Regions from separate parts of the Mus musculus genome. Here regions 2, 3, 4, 5 and 6 are each linked to region 1. Evidence: chromatin contacts called from public Hi-C, HiChIP or PLAC-seq and promoter capture Hi-C data. All regions are on one chromosome and are shown on one strand. Each heading gives the region's core, a stretch centred on a gene start, on an enhancer-like site or on the middle of the called end of the contact. The rest is flanking DNA. Distances are from core to core; before and after follow the strand shown.

Evidence for each region. Promoter capture Hi-C pulls out the DNA fragments that hold promoters and counts their contacts. Hi-C and Micro-C count contacts between places; a contact is called where the count stands out from the background. HiChIP or PLAC-seq counts read pairs in DNA pulled down with a chosen protein or histone mark.
Region 2: a contact with region 1 is called in a promoter capture Hi-C map of hippocampal neurons, with 7 times the contacts expected there. The contact joins the promoter of Cdk5rap2 here to the promoter of Brinp1 in region 1. A contact is called at or near these places in 3 of 39 promoter capture datasets (cranial neural crest, hippocampal neurons and maxillary cranial neural crest), 2 of 484 Hi-C or Micro-C datasets (cerebral cortex and cortical neurons) and 2 of 115 datasets of contacts at active chromatin or transcription factors (astrocytes and forebrain).
Region 3: a contact with region 1 is called in a Hi-C map of cerebellum, with 3 times the contacts expected there. The contact joins the enhancer-like site here to the promoter of Brinp1 in region 1. A contact is called at or near these places in 4 of 39 promoter capture datasets (cranial neural crest, liver and pre-B cells) and 2 of 484 Hi-C or Micro-C datasets (both in cerebellum).
Region 4: a contact with region 1 is called in a Hi-C map of cerebellar granule neurons, with 4 times the contacts expected there. The contact joins the enhancer-like site here to the promoter of Brinp1 in region 1. A contact is called at or near these places in 5 of 39 promoter capture datasets (the 3T3-L1 cell line, hippocampal neurons, liver and 1 more), 2 of 484 Hi-C or Micro-C datasets (cerebellar granule neurons and cerebellum) and 1 of 115 datasets of contacts at active chromatin or transcription factors (astrocytes).
Region 5: an H3K27ac HiChIP or PLAC-seq map of VIP interneurons shows a contact between it and region 1, with 14 times the contacts expected there. The contact joins the enhancer-like site here to the promoter of Brinp1 in region 1. A contact is called at or near these places in 2 of 39 promoter capture datasets (the C10 cell line and hippocampal neurons), 2 of 484 Hi-C or Micro-C datasets (cerebral cortex and cortical neurons) and 2 of 115 datasets of contacts at active chromatin or transcription factors (VIP interneurons and neural progenitor cells).
Region 6: a contact with region 1 is called in an H3K27ac HiChIP or PLAC-seq map of neural progenitor cells, with 15 times the contacts expected there. The contact joins the enhancer-like site here to the promoter of Brinp1 in region 1. A contact is called at or near these places in 3 of 39 promoter capture datasets (embryonic stem cells and stem cell-derived epiblast-like cells), 4 of 484 Hi-C or Micro-C datasets (cerebral cortex and cortical neurons) and 1 of 115 datasets of contacts at active chromatin or transcription factors (neural progenitor cells).

Annotation. Positions count from the first base shown.
Region 1 is chr4:68,952,935-68,955,888 of GRCm38.p6, forward strand. Brinp1 (bone morphogenic protein/retinoic acid inducible neural specific 1) reads right to left here and starts at 1,463. Exons shown (of 8, transcript NM_019967.2): 1 at 1,080-1,463.
Region 2 is chr4:70,409,003-70,411,956 of GRCm38.p6, forward strand. Cdk5rap2 (CDK5 regulatory subunit associated protein 2) reads right to left here and starts at 1,433. Exons shown (of 37, transcript NM_145990.4): 1 at 1,210-1,433. The coding sequence starts at 1,265.
Region 3 is chr4:67,520,974-67,523,927 of GRCm38.p6, forward strand. No RefSeq gene overlaps it. Among named protein-coding and RNA genes, the nearest start is that of Gm23738, 660 kb to the right of the region's middle. Within about 2 kb of position 1,453, at least 5 of the 459 cell types and tissues checked have an H3K27ac peak or open chromatin away from gene starts, as enhancers often do. A contact at or near this core is called in cerebellum, where this site is marked.
Region 4 is chr4:67,588,810-67,591,763 of GRCm38.p6, forward strand. No RefSeq gene overlaps it. Among named protein-coding and RNA genes, the nearest start is that of Gm23738, 590 kb to the right of the region's middle. Within about 2 kb of position 1,417, at least 9 of the 459 cell types and tissues checked have an H3K27ac peak or open chromatin away from gene starts, as enhancers often do. A contact at or near this core is called in cerebellar granule neurons and cerebellum, where this site is marked.
Region 5 is chr4:70,319,006-70,321,959 of GRCm38.p6, forward strand. All of the region lies in intron 12 of Cdk5rap2 (CDK5 regulatory subunit associated protein 2), which reads right to left. Among named protein-coding and RNA genes, the nearest start is that of Cdk5rap2, 90 kb to the right of the region's middle. Within about 2 kb of position 1,551, at least 16 of the 459 cell types and tissues checked have an H3K27ac peak or open chromatin away from gene starts, as enhancers often do. A contact at or near this core is called in VIP interneurons and neural progenitor cells, where this site is marked.
Region 6 is chr4:70,029,433-70,032,386 of GRCm38.p6, forward strand. No RefSeq gene overlaps it. Among named protein-coding and RNA genes, the nearest start is that of Cdk5rap2, 380 kb to the right of the region's middle. Within about 2 kb of position 1,474, at least 4 of the 459 cell types and tissues checked have an H3K27ac peak or open chromatin away from gene starts, as enhancers often do. A contact at or near this core is called in neural progenitor cells, where this site is marked.

The DNA.
Region 1 (2,954 bases), core at 213-2,712:
AGAATGCGTCCTAGGAAAGTACACATCAGTCTCCTGCCAAAGCACCCAGCGATGCCCCAAAGGCTATTTTCTCTGGTGCTGGATGTGACTGAGATGGACAATCACATTGCCAGAGGATGCTTGCTCTTTTCCCCTGAGATGATTCAGGCAAACTTACCCAGACCACCCCCTCAGAAAAAAGGCTGGGGGGGGGGGTTGATTGCAACAGGGAGACAGGATGACATCTCTACCCAAGACTTGTCATGCAGTAGATAAGGAGATTCCTGACTTCCTCCTTTCTTTCTCACTCCATACTCAGCCTTTCCAAATTCCCATCAGAATCCTGGAGTCTGCCCAGTGTGGAATTTAAAGGGACAGCATCTCGCTTGTCTCGGGTTTTGGACATGTCTCTTTCATTTTTAACGGTGAGTTCAAGTGTGCAGCACTACCCCATGATTTAGACGATATTTTTCTTTCATTGGTATCATTACTGGAATAAATAAGGCACCGTATATATTCCTGGCATCTCCCAAACCAATGCCCAGAGACCTAAGAGGAAGTCCACAGCGGGCTTCCCGGTGGCTACGTGATACTGTAGTAAGAACCCCATTCCATTCCCTGCAAGCTGAAGAGATCTAATTAAAAATACACAGACGCGCACACATGCAAACACACACACACACACACACACACACACACACACACACACACACACACACGCATACACACACACCGCTGAAAGTAGGTTATAGGGCACAAACACACACACTCACACAGACAGACACACAACACGCATCAAACGCAAACGACGCTGCACAGGCAAACATACACTAGCACCACATCAAGTTCCCACCATGGTACACACGTCGGGAGCGCGCGGGGACACACACGACACTTAACTAAAACCCGCATTTAACCCATGGAGTCCAATCTACAGGAAACCCAGTCTCCAGAACAGAAGAGGACTTGGAGGCGAGGGAAGACCGGACGAGGGTGCTGGAAGGGGGATGGGAGGCGCAGGCGGGGGCGCCCCGACTGCGGTCCGGGGCTGGTTCCAAGGGCAGAGGGGCTGTGGGGAGCTGCGCCCGGAGTCGCCTTACCTGGAGTCAATGTCCGTCTTTGGCGGAGAGCAGCGGAAAGACGCTTTTTATTCGGCTCGGTGGGAACTTGGAAGAGCCCTGCGTCCAGCTCGCATACCGGGGACGGCGCGGGGACTGCAGGCGTGGGGGTACCTGGCTCCTAGCAGCCTGGCTCATACTCAGCCTTAAAGTCCCCTTGGCTGGTCCCGAGGACAGGCATGAATCCCGACTCCAAAAGGTGGCCACTACTCCCTCTGCCTCTGGCTCTCTGGCTCTCTCGCCTTCTCCTTTGCCTGCGCTCTTCTCCTCCTCCTGCCCACCCCCTGTGCCAGATCAGTTCGCAGCCGCGGGGACTCGGAGCGAGGCGGCTGGCGAATGGAGAGGGAAGTCCAAGTGCGCCGCGGTCTCCGGGAGGGGAGCAGCGGAGGCCGGGCTAGGCAGTGGGAGGGACTTTGCTGGCAATGGAGGAAAATGAATGGGGGAGAGACTGCCGGGGGCGGGGAGGGCGGAGCTGAGTGCCGGGGTAGATTCCAAGGAGTGTTTTGTACGTCTTCGGGCGTTGGGGGAAGAGAAGGGAGAGGAGAAGAGAAGTGGGGCCGCCTGAAGGGAGGGGCAGATTGGGTGGGCAAAGGATGAGCTTCAGAGGAACTCACATGGGTCTGGGGACAGTGCTGCAAGACTCCTTACAGGAGCACCCAAAAGAACCATGTGCGCGCAGATCCTGAATCGTGATTCCAGCTGAAATGAGTCTGTAGCTGAGTGATGCGCGAGCGTCTGGTATTTCTGATTATGCGGGAGCTTGACGTGACTGCGTGTACATACCTGAGTGGGTTTTGTCTGGGGTGACGCACGTCTGAGTCCCGTTGTGTCTCTGTGTTTCTCTGTGACTACTGGAAATTGTTTTTGTGTGTAGGCGAGAGCCCACTTAACCTCCCAGAATTAAGCACGCGCTTCCTTACGTGGGAAGGATGTCAGAGTGGGAAGCCGAAGAGAACGCAAAGTTCTCTAGGGACCACCAGAGACAGGGAAAAGGCCAGGGTAGCTAGACGAACACAAGAATACAGATAGCTGAAAAACTCCGCATTCAGCCTGAGGTGCAGGCAGGGCCTCTGCCTGAAGTAAAACGAAAGGCCTTTTTTTCATGGTCTAAATTTACACATTGTACGGATTCTCTGTATTTTGCTTTATTTTACTCAAAGCTTAAATCCCACCGGAAGTGTAGATTCCTAGTCTTTTAAAGAATTGTCCAGGGTGGGAATCTCTGTCGAAGCTATGAGAGTGAGAGGCAGAAAACCAAAAGGAAAATATTGAACAATGTAAAGGAATCCAGATATAGTGAAAAGTGTAAGTGTTCGGCATGAACTGGAATCCTGTCTGTGTAGGACCTTGGCCAAGTTATCTTAGCCTTCACTTTCTCCCTGTTTAGTAAGATGAGATAACTAACCCTCTAATGAGATTGCTGTGTAGTTGAAAGAAAAATTGTAATATATATTCCTTCCATGTAGTTAATGCACCTTGTATATTACTCGCTGCTGTGATTCTTTCTGATATCAATGTTTCTTTTACCCAAAAGGTAACACGAGAGAGATGAAGTAGGTAGAAAAATGTAGAAGAACCTAAAAAACAGTGACTAAAAAGGAGGAGTTTTGAAGCAAAATGAGAGGAAAAAAATCCTTGAATTACAGACTAGGAACTTGAGAACAATCAGCATAATCGACAAAGAAGGAGTAGAGGGGAAAGAAGAAACATACAGGGATCAGGGGAGAGAGAGGCTAGCAGCAGAACGCAAGAGAGGTTTCCTCTTCATTTGCACTGCACAGTAAATGAGACAAGGTCAGTACCATGGACAGCTCCCAGGCCACTGCTGGGATCGGAAAGGTGATTTTTCTTTCTGAC
Region 2 (2,954 bases), core at 183-2,682, 1.5 Mb after region 1:
CATATGCTACCATGCCCAGTTCACGACTAAGTTTTTAATTAAATATACATCCTAGGTTGTATTTCTATGCTGGTCACTGTCAACCACGTTAGGACAGAGACAGGTCAGGGGAGCTAGAGAGCCCAGTACAGAGAGCCCAGACAAGGGTGGGACCGTCAGTGTGGATCTCCTAGCAGTGGAACCTGGATGTAAATAAGGGACACAGCAGAAACAGCAGGTACCCAAGCCTGAGAACAAGGAACAACTCAGTAAGATCGTTCCTGACCGAGCTTGGCAGTCAGGCACAGGGTAGAGGGCTTGGAGAAGAGACAGGGTTGGGAAGGGGTGGGGTGGGGGGTGGGGAGGCTAGAGAGGCAGATGCAGCCAATTATAGAGAAACTTGGAAGCCACAGTAGAGAACTTCATCCTGAAGATGACAAGGCACCTGGAGGGCCTAGGGCAGATTAAGAGATGAATGAGCAGGTATGAATGCAGCATCTGTCCAGTCAAGGCTGAGAGAGAAAGGAGGAGAGCATTAGCAGATCTCCTAGTTTAGTTCTCATGCCATCCGCCCGCTCTAAATGCCCCAAATAATCCAATTTCTGGTCCCAGGGGATCTGAAGAGAAGCCACAACTTGTAATAGTGGTAGTCATCATCCTTTTCACCACGGTTGAATGTCAGCCAATACAACTGCTGGGTAGCCATTGCTTCTTTTCATTCTCATCCCGTTTTTGGTGAGTGCACATCGGCGTTAGTACACTTTTCAGTGGGGAAGTCAACTTACCAAGGTCACCTACGTGGTCAGGGTATAGGCCGTTTTTTTAATTAAATTTTGTCCATCTCTAGCCAAGGCTCCACAGAACTTTGTCCCGTGACCCCATAAACAAAGTCTAAAATAACAACTACACTCCCCATAATGAATGCAAAGCCCCAAACAAGAATCAACCACCTAAGTGCTCTGATGTCCAGTTCCAGCCACCCCCTACTAATTAGACCCATCTCCTCACACTCTTTCAAAAAGCCCCCCTGCCTAGCCTACACATCGTCCTCAAAGTACTCCAGAACACACAACACACAGTCCAATGTAGTGCTGGCTGGACACCCAGGTCCCACCACACTCGGGGCGCAGCCGAGACCATCCCCAAGCAAACCGAAGGCCTCCAGGGAGTGAGTCGCCATCAACGGGAACCCCAACCCAGGTACCACGAATCCCAAAGCCAGGGCCACACCTGCAACCGCTGAGGGTCCCAGGCAGGGCGCCTTCCTCTTCCATCCCCGAGTCCATCGTGAACGCAGAGTGGTGGCGCCGGTGTCGGCGGCGGCAGCGCCACTGGTTCCCCGGCAGTCGCGGCGCGCTCGGTTCCCCAGGTCCCGCCCCCTCCAACCCAGCTCTTGTTCTCAGTCAAGCGGCGCCGCTGGAATTCAAACCGCAGCCGCCGCCATCTTTCCCGGCGCTTCTTCCTACGGAAACAAGGCGGGGTCACCCAGGCACGCGCGGTGAAGCCGCCCTGCAACGACCCGAAACCGGGCAAGAAGAGCTTTGCCTGGACGCCATCTTAACTCAGGGCAGAACCTGCGCACTCCAGCGTGCAACACTAGGAGAAAAGAAGCGGTAGCCATGTTTCGTGGGTGAGGGCATTCGGGCCGAAGCCAAGGCGAGCGCCATATTTGTTGAGGGTAAAAGTCCGCCGGGATCAGTTAATTTAAGCGGGAGGTGGAACAGCTCAGAGTATCAATCTGTTTGGTGTTCCAGACTCATGACTCCAAAATCGCTCCTTAGGCTCTTTCTACCCAAAAGGCTCTGCCTTAAGTTGAGACTCAGATAATTGAGTTCTGCTTCGATTTAGAAAAATACCACCTGTGGAGCGCTATTACAAACGGTAGTTTACAGGGTTAGTTTCAAGCGGCATGCCTATAAAGGGGTCACCCATACTTCATGTGCATTTTGTTACTATTAGGACTCATGCACCAGCAATCAGTAAACAGAGACTCAGAGAGAAGAAATTACTTGCCCAAAGTAATAAACAAGTTTACTATCCACTAAAACCAGATCCTTAGCTCCTCGTATCAACATCTCAGCACTCTGGAACCATGTTTTAACCTTCTTGGCCAGTGAATGTATTCTAAGAAGAGACATTTCTCCCCTCCCAAACAAAGGTCCAGATTAAATTGGAATTTCAGCTTTTCCTGCCTTGAAACTCCTCCCACTCTCAGGAGTTTTTGTCACTTTTCTTTAATAAATCTACCCAGGAATAAGGAAGGGGAGGGGAGGGTTGGGGAAGACTGGAGAGGAGAAGGCTTGGATGTGGAACAGTGGTCCCTGGCAGTAAACCTGTTCTGTCACATCCCTTTGACTGGACAATCTGCAAGTTATTTTTTGTAAGAATAACCTGAGATAACTTTAGGAATTCTTTCAATAATAATTCTCATGTCCCTACAACCCTAAACACTCTTTCTTTGCAAACTGGCAATAAACAGAGATATGATTTGAGCCCAGGTCCTTCTAAACCCCAACGCCCTAAATGGTGCACACAGGCTATATTCCACAAGTATTCTGTTCTTTTTCCAACTTAGAACTTAAAGTTCAGACATGCGATCTATAATTGCTTGGGAGGAGGACCACTGAATAACCCCCATCCATACTCATACACACAACCCTAATTAAACTCAGTGAGGAGGAAAAGAACATGAAAGTAGGAGAGGGGGGAGGGAGAGGGAAAGTGGGGAGGTGGAGGGAGAGGGAGAGCAGGCAGTGGGAAAGAACAAAGGAGTCAGCATGCATGGATGGGGACAAGAGTGTATAATGGGAGGTGATGACTATGACCATAACACATTGTATACATGTATGAAATGTGAAACAAAAACAGAAATCAAAAAAGACAGAAAGTCTAGCACAGTACTTAAATGCAATAATCACCAGACTCCATTCTCAAAGCAAATATCTCAAGGTAGCTGACTGATAGGATTGCAGGGC
Region 3 (2,954 bases), core at 203-2,702, 1.4 Mb before region 1:
TCTGTATTCAATAAATAGTTATTGAATAGGTAATATTTATGCATAAGTAATTATGTATATATTATAAAATGGTTATGTGTAAGGCACTGTACAAGTAATTGTAATTATAACAATGAATGCAAAACATGAAGGTCCTCTCATCATTGAGACACCATTAAAACATCAATTTCTCCGGCTGTGAATGTTTGTGCTAAAGACATGTCAGCTCCTGGGAGCTAAGTATGGGGAAATGAATGATACAAAGGATAGATAGCATTAGAGGGGAGTATTTTAGATTCACCTGTATTTGCAGTAGGGCACACTTGAGAGATTACCTTGTGGCAGAGACCTGAGCAAGGATACAGTTGAGCCATAAAGTTTTCCAGAAACATTGAAATAGTGAGAAAAGTTGTAGAAACTCAGAGAGAGGGAGTTGTTTGCAGCAAAGAACTGAGAGGAAAGAGCCAAGAGGGCTGTTGATGCCATAGCAAGGAATACTTGGAAATATTAGGAGATGGTCAGCTAGCATGGTTTCTGTTGTTATCATTCTTCTTTGTATGTGATATGTACTTGATAGTGTGTATATGCATGGGTACTTGGTTGTGTGCATTGTGATACTGGGTATATGTGTACTTCGAGGTCCAGGTTTGGGTGTCTTTCCTTGATTATGCTCCGAACTTATTTATTGAGACTGGCTATCTCAGTGAATCTGGCACTCATGCTTTAGTCTAGGATAGTTTTGTAAGTGACCTTTAAGAACTCCACTGGTCTCTTCCTCTAGCACCTAGATTTCAGTAGTGCACAGCTACTGTTAACATTTTGCATAGATGCTGGAGATCCAACTAGAGGTCCTTTGTCTTTTTTGACAAGCACTTTATGGATGGATCCATCTCCACAGCACGGTTCTATGATTCCCTAGTGTTTCTACTGTAGATGACTAGAGTCTGACACAGAGACAGTCTAAAAATAATAGATAATTTTAAATAGGAAAGTACATTTTCTTTTTCATTTTGCAATCCTGCCATTATTGTTTATCATTCTTCTCTTTCAGAGATGAGAGATACAGAAGATCAAGAGCAAAAGCAGTTTCCAAGGGATGTTAGGCTTCTGAGCCTCTGTTCAGTGACAATTTTGGTCCTAATAATTGAAGACTAGATTTTCAGAGGAAATGTTTGATATCTGGGATTTATCCTGAACTGTACTTGCTGCTCATTTCTGGTCATGAATATATCTCTTGCCTCTGATTTTGCCTCCAAAGGCTCAGATGTCACCAGCCACCCTGCTGAAGTCTTACATTTCCAGCCATGGCCCCAATTGTGCATCCAATGGCCAGAGTAAACAAATGAGAAATTATCACTTGGAACAAACATCTGATTATCTCAGCAGCAATTGCTATGAAAACAGAACACAGGAAAGGGCAGTCGCTTGCTTTGCTGCTTTTATTCCAAGCTCTGATTGTTGTGGAATGAGGTGGCCTTTCCACCTGGCACCGGATAACAAGGACAGGTGGTGCCAGGTGGCATGGACTGTGGGGAAGAAGACAACACATCTGTGACCCACCCAGTCCAGCTCGGTTGACTCTCTGCATGTCTCTCGGGTGTCCTACTGTGGAAAGAATAAAAATAGAAAAAAGGATCCAAGGGATCCAGTTTGGGATGTGGCCCTAGAGCTTAGATATTATAGATCTTAAGCAAAATATGTTGCCTTTATTCAAAACTGCCCTATCAGTGGTGAGATGAATAGTGCTATTGTGAGACAGACTCAGGGAAAGTGAATACAGAAGTAGGTTGAATTGAACAAATAGTACTGTTTGGTGGCAATTTAATCTAATTAAAAACAGAAGTTTTAATGCCTGCTTTACTATATTTCTCTGTAATTTTAAGGATGAATACATTTTCAAGTATCAAAGAATTAGGTACACTGCATAAACATGATACAGGTACAAGATAAGATTTTAATATTGATCATTGGTCATCTTTTGGACTGATATAAGTAGGGTATCAGTATATTTAACAAAAATATTCATTGGTACTAAAATTTTAAATTAGAGTATTAAAAATGTTAACACTATGAGGTGATGCTTTGTAAGAAAGTGTTGAGAAAATGATGAGAGTGTAGCAAAAAAGAACAAAGTAAAAATTTCTTTAGCTTGTGAAGAACACATGTTGAGCATTTGTCAAATAGAGTGCCTTGGAAGTGGCAACCTGTGCCTCTAAAAATAGGCAAAGCATGAAGGGATGAGAAGGAGTACTTATATAGCTCTATGAGTCTCTTGGGCATGACATTTACTGAGATATTAAAGACAACACACCAATGCAATTTGAACAGGGACTTCATGAAAAATCAGAACGTCATTGTGTCTCCACATACACATGTGCTTTCCAGATGTTCAGCAGAGGCTGTGAAAAGATGTGATGTCATGTGCGATGTGAATGCTGGCTTTCAGAGATAAACATGACTCAGTGTGCATAACTACATGGTGCAGCCCTTCCAAAGAACAAAAATTAAATTTTATTATGATGAATAAATACTTGGGAGGAAGGAATTTTCCTATAATTACTGTATTATTCTGTGCCTTTAATATCAATTCAATTTCTGTTTTTTTATGTTGTAATATATTCATTAGTTATAACTAGAAATCATATTATAATGATGATAAAAGAGGGCACTGTATTATGACCAAATATTGAATGCCCAACAATTTGTATGTATGTGTGTGTATGTATATATATGTATGTATGTGTATATATATATATATATATATATATATATATATATATATATATATATATATATATTCACCACCAAAGTAAGTTATCCAATTGAAGATTGATACTTATAATTGGTCTTGTCTGATGTGGTTCCAAAGGTTGTGTTAAAGAAAATAATCCATAGTAAAGTAAATCAAACAATCCAATCTATCGATAAAAGGTGATCCTGAACATGTTAATTAACTTCTTGATTTTTTTAATATC
Region 4 (2,954 bases), core at 167-2,666, 1.4 Mb before region 1:
TGGGAAGGGAGGGAAATACTATGCAGTCACTGAGTATGATGAGATAAAGTGTATGTATCAGTATATTTTAAATGCCACTAGTAATGTAAGGGTTTAGAGAGCTGGATCTCTAGTAAGGACTAATTGTTTCTTTCAGCAAGGACTGGAATTTGTTTCCAGTACCCACCGTGTGTCCTACATCCTAATGTAATTCTAGTTCAGAGGATCTTACACCCTCTTCTTACCTCCAGAGACAGCAAGCACCCATGTGATATGTATATAAACATTCAGACAAGACTTTCTTGCAGACAAAATAATAAATAAACACTTAAAAACACAAAGTAATTTGAACTTGCAAGTCGATTTTGATGTTATTATCTTTACCTTAATGCAGTGCACATCTTAAGGATAACAGTTTGCCAGCTGAAAAATCATTACACTGTCAGACAGCAAGGACAGATGTCTGAAGGATGGTGTTCTTCTCTGGGTGCAGTGAGCTTATCTGAGTTTTCAGAAAAGAAAACTGAGGACAACAATCAAGAGGAAAAAAATTCTGCATATAGAAAGCCAAGCTGATTTTCTAAAGTAAGAAGTTTCAGGCTTCAGCAATTTACCATGCAGCACAGAAAATGTATAGGTAAAGGAGGACTGACGAGTAATTACATGCTTGTTTGTTTGCATGTTTATAACAAGATCCGTAAGTCTCATCCCTATCACCAGACACAAGACATGCAATCTATTTTAATCTGACTTTATTTCCCATCTTTTAAAAACTATTTATTTTCTTTATCACAGATGGGAAAAATACCATATCCTTCAAAGATCACTGTGAACATTACATGAGATACATGCTTAAAACCATTTGGCACAGTTCCCCCTGCACCATAAGCACAGACTCTAAGAAGCTGCTATTGTCAATGTGATTACACTTGAGTTTATATTCCAAGGGGTGAAGCCACATAAACTTGGGGCGTAAAGAAGCCATAAAACACAGTATTAGAATTAGCTCTGTTTCTGAAAAAAAAAAAACTGAAGAACAAAATGTAGATGTAAAGGGAAGTAAGAATTGCATGGATGAGGTTATAGCACATAGCTCTAAGGATTTAAGGCTTTAATGACCAGAGTGCAAAAATAGAGATGTTTTCTTTCCTTATTTTATTTTTGCTTGCCTGTCACTCAGAGGGGCTTATGTGGATTTTTTTCAATCCCTGTAAATCAATTCATAGAGGTGACCTGGCCCAAATTCTCTATCTGAGGAGGAAACATTGCTTGTGGCATGATTTATTCCCTAGCCAATCTTCCCCCATTTCCCTGCCAAAATGAGGGCCCTTTTCATGGTGTGATGGAAAGAGAATGCCACGTTTAATTAGAGAGAATGAGCAGAGAGGAAGAGAAAAGGCAGTGAGCATGCCACTGTGCTGGCAGAAGTCTCCCAGGAACAGAAGGCGATGCGTTGTGACAGATGCCTTTGTTATGTTGTTTGTTAAACACGGTGTGGCTGCATTTCACAACATTTCTGAATCTGCCCCTGCATTCCTGGACATTTTGACAGTAGTGAGTAGAAACTATGGGGACTTAGGACAACAAGTTAAGGATGGAAATCAAGGAAGTCACAATAATATTGATGTAGTGTGATTAGTATTTGAAGTCATCGTCACCTAAGTTTATCACCCTCACAGAATCACTGGTAGCATTAGGTTCTGTGTGTCGCAACTTCCAAGGTGTAAACACTGTGCCATTTTACATACAAATCAGATGAATATGTGAGTATCCAATATGTTCCTAACTATGTTATGAATGTGTATCTGGGTAGATATCATATACATCACTATCCAATCTCTGGAGGGATTTACAATCCAATGGAGGCAGGAAAGCATACACAACCTATGTAAGTACATTTAATTATGTATTTGGCAAAGATATTAAGATACAATGCGGTTCAAAGCTATCCAAAATTAGTTTTCAAGTTTGAAGTAAAAAGCCCAATGACAAAATGAGAAGATGGCTGTCTGACCACAGCAAATTATCTGATGGAAGAGAGTATTGTATAGAAGACAAGACAATGAACAGGTAAAAGAGAGATTTGTTTATGAATGTAGGGATCCACAAATAGGAGGGAGAGTGAGAGAAGGGAATCCAGAAAAGATAAAAGGACATTAGGCAAAATCAGATGAGAAAGATTGTGAACCTTCAGGTTTAATTTGAAATATTACTGAAATTTCCCAATGAAATTCTTAAGCAAGAGGTATTATAAAATTGTGACAACTAAATTAATTTCTCATATGCCCGTGTCAACCTTAATCTAGGCGATCATACTGCATTCAGCACTTACTAGAGAACATGGGAAACTAAATGTGAGCTTGCTTTATTTATTTATTTATTTATTTATTTATTTATTTATTTATTTATTTTGGAACCAGATAAAAAAATTCAAGGAGGTCTACTCTGATGTATCTGACAGAAGAAAGTTTGGAGACCCATTCTATATTTTATTATCCTGAAACTGAAAACTTACTAAGGGCCTAACTTCAGAGGCCTTGAGCACTAAGGGAGGAGACTGGGCACCAATACCATGTGAGTGATCTTGCTTTCACTGCCTATTATACAAGAAGTGAGGGCTAAAGAGAAAGTAGCAGTACCACATCTCGGCTATAAGCACAGAGTAGATGGACGCTGGCAGTGGCCTCAACAATACAAAGTTATTTTCTACTGAGAGTTTAAATGCCAGACATGGACAATGCTTTCTTTTCTATGACCCTTGAGACTGCTATCATCAAAGTCAACCCACATGGCCAAAACAGAGATCTATGAACTAAAACAAGAATATGGATTTTTTTTCAAGAATTTCTTGAAAAATTCACAGGTGGAAAAAGGTATTCACATACAAATTTCTAAAGCACATCACTTTACAGACTTAACAGAAACAATATCAGGCATAACAAATTATATTCTTAAAAACTTCATTCTGAAAATAA
Region 5 (2,954 bases), core at 301-2,800, 1.4 Mb after region 1:
CTAAAACAGCATCACCTGCATCCTCACAACTAATGCTGCACACCTCTGGAGAGGTACACACCCGGCTCTGTATATTTTAACAGGTCCTCCAGGGAACTGTGGGACACACGAAAGGTCATCTCAGAAGAGTGGATTACTAACTGTAGACTTGGGATGGGAGCAAATCCGAGCGCAGACATCGTTTCATACCCAAGAGAAAGAAAGGGATCAAGAACTACAGTAAGGATATCCAAGGGAACCAATCATACCTAAGTATTTTCCACTATTGAGGGGAGAAAGTAGAATTTTCCTAAGGATGAGCAAGTAATTAAAATACATCAAAATACCACAATCAGTGCTGGGGATAGTGTAAGAAACTTAGTATGCACAAGGCCCCATGTTCAATCCCAAACACGAGGGTGTACATACTCAAACAAGCACACACACAAAGATGTGCATGCGCAGTAGTGGTGAGAAAATCCATGATTTTATAATATTTCAAAAATATATTTTTAGTTGCTCTGACAGAATAAATGCCCTCAGAGATGTGCCCATCCCAATCTCTAAACGGCAAAAAGGAATAAAGGCAAAAGATGAAATTCAGGCTGTTTAATCAGCTGACTTTAAAGGACATATGTCATCCTGAGCTACCAAGGCGGCTTCAATATAACTACAAGAACCGTTGAAGATGCAAGAGCCATTGAAGATGTCTCTGCAACCACGGCTATCAGTGAGGATGGGAAGGGCCCAGAGGCCCAGAAATTGGTCAGCCTTGGGAATCCGCAGCCTTCGAGAGAAATGCATCCTAGAACAGCTTCTACCTCAGCCCGGTGAGTCCTAATTCAGACTTCTGACTGGCAGAACAGTCAAGATTGTGAATCTGTACTGTTGACCTGCTGTTGTACCTAGAGAACTCCTCTTGTGATTTTTCACGTTTAATTTTCCCTGCATGAATTGCCCCTCATTACAAATAACTACATAAGAAAAAAACAAATGTATTTTTACAGAGACACTCATCTGTAAACTGAAAAATAGTGAAATCAGATAATCATCATTTGGTAAACAATCACAAAATTGGACACCCAAATATTTGAAAGAAAAAAATGTATTCTAATCAAAAATCTAAGATGGGGCTATCTTAGATCCTTAATCCAAAATCAGACCGTAAACGCATTATGAACTTCTCTTAAAACTAAACCAAAATTCAATTCTAGAGGGAATTAAGGATTTTGTGGTCATATGTTTGTTTTTAATTCTATACACAAAATTGTTCCTCAGTGTCCCTGAGGGATTGGTTTCAGGATCCTGAGAGATACCAAAAGTAACATTCAAGTCCTTCCTATAATGGTATCATATTTGCATAGAATCTCCCCACACTCTCAGATTGCTCTAATATTTAGAACAATACAAATGCTGTACACATCTGTTACATAATATTGTTAGGGAATAATGACCAGAGTCTCTACATGTTTAATATAGACAGAATTTCCTACTCAAGTTTGGTTAAATGTGTGGATGCAGAAGCGAGACACAGAGCCAGCTGTAACACTAAAGCAACAGTAACAGAATAATAATGAACAAGCGAGTCCTGCCAACAACTTCAGCCATGCCCAAGCTGTGGCTGCTTCTTTTACACTTCCTACACCTGCAGTTGAGTTTTTATATTATTTTAACTTTGCTTTGGAATTTTTCCCATCTTTATTTATTCTATTACATCATGACCTACAAAGAACATACAGCAAAAACAACAATTTAAAGAGGAAAGAAAAGAGAAAGAAAGCTGGCCTGGTAGCTTAGTCACACCTGGCCAGCCTGCTCTACAGAGAAAGTTCCAGGCCAGACCCTGTCCCCAAAACCAACAAGCAAGCAAAACCAATTCTATGCAATGTTCTCATCTACCAATTTTAACAAATGCACTGGATCCTCACAGCCGCCAGCTGTGTGAGCCTCCGCAGACATGTTATTACACATTGCTCCTTTTTATTGCTGCGGGTATCTTTTATTACTGCTTTAGAGTTAATTTTTCAGGAAAATCACTGAGAGGAATTTCTACGTCAAAGGATATGCATATTTTTGAGGTTTTTTTCCCCAAAGAAGCAATGACAAAAGAAAAACAAGTACAACAATCAAAGCACTAGAGGCCTGTGCCAAAGCCTTGTCAGTAGTAGTTTCTAAAGTATTTGCTAATGGAACAGATAGGACAGCCTCCTCCAGAACTGTTTTTAAATTTGCGTTTCCTTCATACCTCATTGTGTATGGATGGCTGTACTGTTTTGCTGTTGTTGTTCTGCCCACACCACAACTGCAAACTGTTGTAGCTAGCTAGGAAATGGCAATCATTGAGGAGGGGGAGCTAGAGAAAAGATGACCCAGCAGTTAGTTAAGAGCATAGACTGCTCTTCTAGAGGTCCTGGTTTGATTCCAACAAGCATGGCAGCTCACAGCCATCTCCAACTCCAATTCCCAGAGATCTGATGCCTTTTTCTGGCCTATGTGGCACATCCATGCAAGCAGCACACAGACACGCATGCCTGCCAAGCACACATACTTAAAAAATTAAATTAAAATAATGTTTTTTTGTTTTTTGTTTTTTTAAAAAGAACCCAAGGTGTGCACTAAGCACAGATTCCATTATTCCACATCAGAGTGCCTACCAGGGCAAAGTGTATTGTCCTTGTTAAGCTATTACAGAAGAGGCAGGAGTCACTTGTCCAATAGACAGGACTTCATTATATTTCTCCCTTGGGATCCTGCTGCTGTTTCCAGACAGGGCAAGCACACACACTGGGGCCAGAGAAGCAGCTGTGACTGAGAAGTTGGCAATGTAGTAAGGAGGACCTGGGATGATCCCACACTCAGGATCAATGAAGCACAAGGATTGTGGTCAGCACTAACCATGACTCAGACCATGTGCCAGACATTGAACAGTTAATCTGTCTAATCTTTAAAACCTACGATGGAGTGTGGTGGGACAA
Region 6 (2,954 bases), core at 224-2,723, 1.1 Mb after region 1:
CTTTTTACTTAGTCCAGGACCCCATTCCATGGAATGGAGCTGTCCACATTTAGAGTGAGACTTCCTACATCAATTAACCCAACTTAGAAACCCCTAAGACATAGGTTGTCTAACAGATGATGCTATAAACTGTCAAATCGGCAACCACTACACTACTTACCATCATAACCCCCTCCCCTCAAGTCACCCACTTTATGCCTCACTCTACCCTCAAGGCTTGGAATAGAAGAAGCAGTACATAATTATCTTCTGAACGAAATGAATGAGTAAATGACTGGAAGCAATCAGCTGTCTGCTGATTTCTAGTTACAACTCAAAATTTCAAAGGCACACCCTCAGAATTCCTGCTCTATTTAAGACACCATGCTTGGAAAGGACTAAAATGTAGATCAAAGAATGAAGAGGTGTTCTCAAGGTCACACTGGATGCTGCTGCTTTGATTTCCACACTTGGCATAGTTCAGAAGCTAAGACTGTCTGCCACGGTACTGTGCTAGTCCTAGGTTTAAGAGGCTGAATTGATAGATGGCACCTACATGGTTAAAAATTCTTTCAGCAGTCTGCAACAACACGTGCAGTGTTTAATTGATTCTTCCATGCTCTCTGTAGACTTCTCCAGAGCCTCGGATTTATCTTTTCCCTGTTATCTTTACAGTTTCAAAGCCAGACATCAAAATATGTCCTTTGAAGACACAGGTAAGCACCCATCTCCATAAGTTTCTCATGAAAATTAAAGATGCTAGAAACCAATCCTGAATCGAGATCCCCAGAAAACAGAGAACAGGAAGCAAAGAGAGCATGGCATTGTGGGAAAGTCTGGCACCAAGGGAGAACAATGCTCAATAGAGGCAGAGATAGCATGCCAGACAGCAAGGTCTCTGGGAAGTGAGTGTGGACCAGGCCCCTCTTCCATACCCTCAGTCTTCTCTCCAAGGAGCTATCAGTGTCTCTTGGGAAGGTACAAGGCCTGCTCCCTAACCTCTCTCAAATGGACTTGATATCCCAAACTAAAGTTTATAGTTCCCTTTCCCCAAAGATACCCTATCACTCTCATAAGGATTGCCCTCTATATTTTGTTCTGCATTTTAAAGACAATGTATCATTAGCTCAGACTAACTGTGAGCTTACTTTAACACTCCTGGATGAGGTGGTCCTCCTATAGACATCATGGTGGAGAAGATGCTTTCCTCATCCTATCCCTCTTGCTCTGCATCATCTTCCTAAGGGAAGCCTTGGTTGGATTCTCCTTCACTTCACTTTTCATTGTGATTCTGTTGTTTGCCTTTTTACCTCTCACCAAACATCCACAAGTTTTGGTTAGGACTTCCTAACTCAATTAACTCAATTTAGAAACTTTCTAAGACATTCCCATAGGTTGTATTGAAATAAATGAAATGGTCACCCCTGCACATGCCTGGGACTGCTACCAAGCAACGGAGCCTCATGTGAAAGAATGAGGAAATGAGTCTCCCAGATGATGGCTGTGATCAGTCCAGAGAAGTGGCTAGTAAGAAAGGAGGAATCTGGGCATCCTTTGGGGTGTGCTAGGGAACAGAAACTGGACTGTTCACCACAAACAGCACTCCCTCATCTGCCTGCCCAAAGGAAGAAAGCCACTGCCCTGTGGAATGTGCAGCCACTGTCCTGTGAAATGTGCAGCCACTGTCCTATGGAATGTGCAGCCACTGTCCTATGGAATGTGCAGCCACTGTCCTATGGAATGCACGTGACAGGGATGAAGAAGCTCTGATTGTTCTACATCCCTCAGAACTCTAACATGATAGTATGTTGTCAATTTTTCAAAATGTCAAAATATAAATTTTGTCAATTTTAAACCACATCTTTTCACCATCTCTGAAATCAGCATGTATGCTACAATGGACACATATAATTATTTCTTTTTATTTCAAGGCTGTCATTAAATCCACAATGTGTCTTACTCAAGAGCTCTTAGAACCAAGGGATACAAAATTAGGAATAGAGGATTTTGAATTCTGACAGCCCTCCTGTTTATCCTGCCTTTCCAGAAAATTATGGATAGCACTCCTGCATTCTCAAAGGTCTCAGTCTGGATGAGATGTGATATGATATGATATGATATGATATGATATGATATGATATGATATGATATAATTTGATATGACCACCCAAACAACATAGTGACACCTCTAGGATCCCTATGTTCCTATCCAATGGGTGCCTGCATGCTTTGTTTAGGAACCATCTACCCCATTGTATTTGTACATTTGCTGGTATCTGCAAATCAAAACATGCCATCCTATTTCAGTAATTCTTTTGGGCATCCTCATATAGCTTCTATTCATTTTTACAAAGAAGGTGATGACAGAATGACCAAAATTCTTCTAAGCAGCTCTTTCCCCTCAGCCACAGTTCCTTAAAACCATAGGAGGGTAAAGTCAGTCCCAAGAAAGCAGGCAGGCAATACCCATATCTCCCAGCAAAACTTCCTTTGAATTTCAAATTCTAAAGTGTAATGAGAGTTTATTATTATATATAAGTTTACTTTTATGTAAAAACTGGGCTTTCAATTCATTGTCAGGGTGCTCATTGTCTATTCTTGGGCTCTTGATGGCCTCAGTATATTCCTAAAAAATTCAACCTGAGAATGTTGCTCTTATCTTATCCAATGAGAGACGCCTGCTGAAAATGACCGGGTTGGTGTTCACCCAGGACGCCTGCATCATGAGAAGCCTGCGATGGAAAAGATACCCCTAGATGACACCGCCTATGGAGAGAATCAAACTACAGCTTTTCAGAATATTACTATTCCTGGGTGACAAGTGAAGAAACAAAAGCCAGGAGAGAACTAATGAGTACCACATGGGAGCAGGAGCCCACAGAAAGTTTGAACTTGGGTTTCTGGGATTCAGAAACAGGATTTCTTCCCACCCTGGCTTTCAGTGACTTCCAACCTTTTCTTCTGCCCCCTCCATG